Linked DNA regions of Macaca mulatta: region 1 is linked to region 2. A link is a contact called in public Hi-C data. All regions are on one chromosome and are shown on one strand. The core of a region is the stretch at or near the end of the contact, and the rest is flanking DNA. Distances in the headings are between cores, read along the strand shown.

Region 1 (2,967 bases), core at 36-2,535, 160 kb after region 2:
TTCCCTGCCCACACCCGCTGGCCTGCGCCACTCAGCTGGAGTAAGTCTCTTGCCAGCGCCAGTGGGAAAGAAAATATCCGCATTCAGGTTTTGTCTTTGCTGCTGTTTCTGGTCAACTTCCTCTCATTGGAAGCAACATTCCCTGAGGGGAGTTGGTTGTAGCCTCCCCAGTTTCAGCCCCAGTGCTGCAGCGATGCCAGCCTTGGAGTGACCACAGGGTCAGCCCAGAATGAATGAGTTTGAGCTGAACAACCTCATACCTGCTTTTCCTAACCCCTCCTCTTTAAGCTCCTTGATGGAAATCTTTGCTGGTTACATCTCCTTGCATCTATCTCTGCCTGCTCCAGCACCTTCCTCTTCCCCTGCCACCCTCCCGGGAGCATGAGCTCCCCATACGCTGTGCACCCCAGGGTGTTTCTGCCCAGGGACAGGCTAATGTGCAATGAGGGCTGCGGCCTAACATGGACGAGAAGGCCTTGGGTCCTGGTGCCAGAGCACTCACCTCTCCCTCCTTCTTTGGCATCGTGGCCTTCCCCATGGAGGTCCCATCATCTGCCGCTGCTGCTTTGCCTTAGAAAACTCAGGGACACTCACTGACTGCCCCTGCTCCGTGCCCCTCATGCGTCCATACCACGTGGCAGCTTACAGGGTACCCACTCCACGCGGGAGCTTAGGCAGATCCTAATGGGACAGAGAAACAAAAGGAAAAGCCTGTTTCCAGCAGCATTCCAGGGGGTTCCTCTCCTAATCCAGGGGACAGAGGAGCTCACCAGTGATACTGGTGTGAGGGGAGAGGTGTGGCGATAGAGGGTGCTGTGGGAGTTCCAGAGGACCCCATCGACCTGGTGGGGGCTGGGGTGGGTAGCCTAAAGTCGATTCCTTCCCAGATTCACCTGGCCCAGCTCCTCCATCCCAGGAGGGACGCCCTGGCTTCCTTCTTTTGATCCCCCATTCTCCCCCAGCCCGGCCAAACCCTGTGCAATGTGATGAGTTGCTCCGTGTTTAGGGAAGCGAGTCATCACAGGTCCAGCACCCTTCACAAGCTGCCCCATGTTTCTTTTTAGTGTCACCCCACCCCCAATTTTGCACACACTATACACACTGAAACCTCAGTTGACTTCCGTGGCCAGCTATGCAGGGTCTTGTTGGCCAGGCTGCTCCTCTGCCTGGAATAACCTCATCTTCCTCCCTGGCAGGCAAGTGTGAGTCACACAGGGCTTCAAAACATACTAAAATGTCACCTCCTCTTTGAACTCACCTGCCCCTCTTCCTGGCTTGCCCTCCCCCATCCACAGCCGATGCTGTCTCCCTTTGAACTCCTGTCAACTGGGTAAGACTTCGGTGCTGGCATTGCCTAGGTACGTCGTAATAAACAAGTGCTTATTCACAATAGCAAAACCAACCTGGAGCCCATCAACAGTGGCCTAGATAAGGAAACATAATACATATACACCGTGGAATACTACACAGCTGTAAAAATGAAATCATGTCCTTTGCAGCAACATGGATGCAGCTGGAGGCCATTATCCTGAGTGAATTAACACAGGAGCAGAAAACCAAATACTACATGTTTTCACTTGTAAGAGGGAGCTGAACATTGGGTACACATGAACATAAAGATGGCAGCAACAGACATGGAGGATACTAGAAAGGGAGGGAGGGAGGGGGAAAGACTGAAAAACTACCTATAGGGTACAATGCTCACTACCCAGCCGATGGGATCAATTGTACCCCAAACCTCAGGTCATGCAATATATGCACACAACAAACCTGCACATGTACCTCCTGAATATAAAATAAAAGTTGAAGTGAAAGATAGAAAGAAAAAAGAAACAAAGAAAGAAAAAGAGAGAAGGAAGAAAGCGAGAGAGAGAGAAAGAAAGAAAGAAAGAAAGAAAGAAAGAAAGAAAGAAAGAAAGAAAGAAAGAAAGAAAAGAAAGAGAAAGAAAGAAAGAAAGAAAGAAAAGAAGGAAAGGAAGAAAGAGAGACGGAAGGAAGCAAGAGAGAGAGAGAAAGAAAGAGAAAGAAAGAAAGAAAGAAAGAAAGAAAGAAAGAAAGAAAGAAAGAAAGAAAGAAAGAAAGAAAGAACAAGTGCTCCGTGAGTTCCAGGAAGGCAGGAGCTGATTTCATTCCCTGCAAATCCCTGTGCCTGGCTCAGTGCCAGCACACAGTGGGTGCTCAAAACATACGGCCTGATGGAAGAAGATAATATGCTTCCATCACTTCAATTGTGAAGTCCTTTAAGATAGCAATGTGATAGACTTGACCTCTGTAGAAAGCAAAGCCACGCTGAATAGAATCAGCTGATTTTTTTCTTTTTTAAACGTCTGGCGAATGATTTCATGGGATCTGGCTTCAGTTTCCTCCCCCAGATCGTGATGCGGAATTCTATCTGTGGGCTCCACATTGGTTGATTCAAGGACCTAGTCAGTACTGCCACCTGGTGGCCGTTTACCCCATTTGCAGACTGGGCTCTTAAAAACACCCGCACAGTAATTCTGCAATCATTATTTATTTATTTTGGTAAAATTCCCATTTTTCCCCCACTCACAGGGAAAGAAGAAATAGTTTTTAGTGTGAGAGGGAGAGGATTTCCTCACCATTATTTCCCTCCTAAAATCCCACCCCCACCCAGACCTGCACAGTCCATAAGGAGAGCCCATGAAGAGTGGCCTGGCCTTGGTGGAAACCCACAGCACCCTCTGGCTGTCTGCACTTACGCATCTCCGCATCTCCGAGCAGAGCAGAGATCGCCTTGTCAGACCTCCCGCAGCGACGTAAGCCTCAACTCCAAGGTCAGGAGCAGCTCCGGCTGGGGGGGGCCAGCGACCTGTTCTGTGCTCTGCTCCAGGCCCCTAAATGCAGCATTTGATTTCTCTTAGGACAAAATGAAGGCTTGTTAAAGATATGTTAAAAAAGTAAGCACAGCCAACCAGTGCCACTCTCATTGCTTTACCTTTCCTTGCA
Region 2 (2,700 bases), core at 125-2,624:
TCACTAATTAAGATAGAAAAAGCTCCAATCAATACACCTATGGCTTATAAAGGGAGAAAGGGGTACTTCTAAAGAGTACAAGAAAGAAAACAGCAGGTTCAAAATGATGGTTCTTTTATGGGATTAGCTTTTTTTATTTTTTTTTTTATTTTTTGAGATGGAGTCTTGCTCTGTTGCCAGGCTGGAGTGCAGTGGCGTGATCTTGGCTCAGCGCAACCTCCTCCTCCTGGGTTCAAGTGATTCTCCTGCCTCAGCCTCCAGGGTAGCTGGGACTACAGGCGTGTGCCACCATGCCCAGCTAATTTTTGTATTTTTAGTAGAGATGGGGTTTCACCATGTTGGTCAGGATGGTCTTGATCTCTTGACCTCATGATCTGCCCACCTTGGCCTCCCAAAGTGCTGGGATTATAGGTGTGAGCCACTGTGCCTGGCCGGGATTAGCTTTTAAGTGATTATTTTGGTGCCATGTGCAATCTTCCTGGATCCTGAGGTTGGAGCATTTCCTCAGCCCCCCTGCTAGGCCTGTTTCATGTCAGCCGACTTCCGGGTCCAGGATCTCCATATAACAATTTAGAGGAAAACATTCAATGGATTGAAGAACAGGCTTAGGGATATTTTCCCAATGTTGTATCCTTCTTGCTTACTCTTTTTTGGAAGAAATACTACTTTTTTGTAAAAATGATATTTGCTTATTCTAAAGATACTGACTAGACAGAAGCACTATGATGGCACCTCTAGAAATTACCTCCAAGTTTTATAATTTAAGGAGAATCATGTGCAAAGAAGAAAATGGAAAAATGATAATGAGAACGGAGTAAGAAAGCTTGGTTTATGCTTTAAAAGGAGAAGGGAAAGGGATATTCAGGCAATCAAGAAAGGCTGAAGAAAATTAAGAGGGCTGGAGGAACAATGATTAGATAGGAAAGCTCTTGTCAGGGATCGTGGCAGGGGTGAAGAGTGTGAGGTCCTCAACATAAGTGAAAAATGAAATTTTATTTTGTGATTCCAAATTTTATTCTAATAAGGGAGATTTGTACTGGATCACATGGGCCAAAATGATAAGGAAGGGAAATTCTACAAAACAACTGGGCTGCCCACAAGAGTGTGGGCCATGCAGTGGGCAGGAGGGGCTCACGGTGTGTGCGTGGAGAGCCACCTTTGCATATCAAGGCCTTGTGAGGACATGTGGGGGCAGCACTGGGCAGAGCCACATGGTGACGGATGGCTGTGTTCCCTGCAACATGGAGAAGAGAGGCAAGCAGGCAATGCGGAAGGGACCTGGGGCTGCGGAGCTCGGCAGTCGTCAGAGTGTCTGCAGCGTGGGCCACAAGGCGAGAGCCTTTGATCAACTGTTTAGCATGTGCTCTAGCTGATGTAACTGCACACGTGTTTCAGATGTGGTTTTCCCGGTAGCACACTCTTACAGAAGCAACAGGTTAAACTGTTGCTGCCGGTGTAAAAGGGAGTTCGGCAAAGTGAAGGACTAAAGACTGAAGGAAATGTTTTGACTGTTAAGCTGGACTTGGCTTCCTGAAATGGGGTTATTGTATGTGCATTTCACACGTTCTTGAGGTGTAGGACATATCACTTCTGACTTCAAATGAGAACAAACATGCAAAGAAAGGGCTGAGGAGTTTAAATCCACTTCTGTGGCCTTTGTCCTCCGATGCGATCAACTGAAGAGAACTCCGGAGGCAGCGCTCGGCTCCTCCCCAGGCTCTGCAGACAGACATGGCCATTCCCTCTCATCCCCAGGGCTGACAGGGTGTCAGCCCCAAAGATTCCAGAAGCCCAGGCCCTGCTTCAGGGAGGCCAGAGATAAGTAATCTCCCCCAGGACACACAGAGGGTGGATCCTCTGCCGTCCCTCCCTTCCAGAAGCCCAACGGGTCCCTGTCAGAATTCCAAGCAGAAGGTGACTCAGCACAGAGGAGGAGGGACGGGAAGAACAACTCAGCCGCCCTCTTGATCCCGCGGCTCTCGGCCATGGGTACAGTCCTGCACACTTTGTGTCTTTAAGTGGTCGCTAATCTTTAAGGAAGGGGTATTTGTGTAGTAATCTTGCTGAGAAATCCTGGGGAGCCAGCCAGCCTCCGGTGACCTGACCCCACTACAGGTGGAGGTCAAGTCTTCAGTCCCGCCTTGGCAGTTTCTTCCGCCTTCCTCCCAGAAAATGGATTTGTCAGGCACGAGCTCAAGCCATGAGCCTGGTGATGGTAAAGATCAGAGTGCAGGCAATCTGGCCATAACTGTAGCTGAACTGGCTGTCTGCAGAGGAAAGCAAGGGGCTGAGGAGCGTGGATTGGGGTGGGTGCATCTGGTCTGGTGCACTGGTGCACACACATGTGTACATGAGTGATCACGTGTGCATGTGTGTGTGTGTGCACATGTGTATGCACATGTGCAAATGACACACAGAGATCGCCCTTTCTACACATATATTTAAAAAGGCAGCTCAGTAAAGTTGACTCAGAAGTAGAGTCCATTATTTACAGTGACTTTTCCATGCAGAAGGACAGCAGCGCAGCCAAATAGGCAGCAGTCTCCACTGTTCTTAATGCCAGGTCAGCCCCTCCTCACTCTGCACACATTCCCCCGCCTGCCAGCTCTATGGGCAGAAGGCCGCAGGAGTCAGATCTGGTCTCTACAAGACTCAGAAGTCAGGATGAAATTCGTGTTTCCTCCATTTCTTAACTAAGAA

Evidence for each region. A called contact is a pair of places that touch in the nucleus more often than the background predicts.
Region 1: a Hi-C map of CD4 T cells shows a contact between it and region 2, with 4 times the contacts expected there. The contact joins two enhancer-like sites. A contact is called at or near these places in 4 of 14 Hi-C or Micro-C datasets (CD4 T cells, blood, cortical neurons and 1 more).

What each region holds. Positions count from the first base shown.
Region 1 is chr3:78,304,671-78,307,637 of T2T-MMU8v2.0, forward strand. No RefSeq gene overlaps it. Among named protein-coding and RNA genes, the nearest start is that of IKZF1, 100 kb to the left of the region's middle. Within about 2 kb of position 1,286, at least 7 of the 40 cell types and tissues checked have an H3K27ac peak or open chromatin away from gene starts, as enhancers often do. A contact at or near this core is called in CD4 T cells and blood, where this site is marked.
Region 2 is chr3:78,145,702-78,148,401 of T2T-MMU8v2.0, forward strand. All of the region lies in intron 3 of IKZF1 (IKAROS family zinc finger 1), which reads right to left. Among named protein-coding and RNA genes, the nearest start is that of IKZF1, 56 kb to the right of the region's middle. Within about 2 kb of position 1,375, at least 6 of the 40 cell types and tissues checked have an H3K27ac peak or open chromatin away from gene starts, as enhancers often do. A contact at or near this core is called in CD4 T cells and blood, where this site is marked.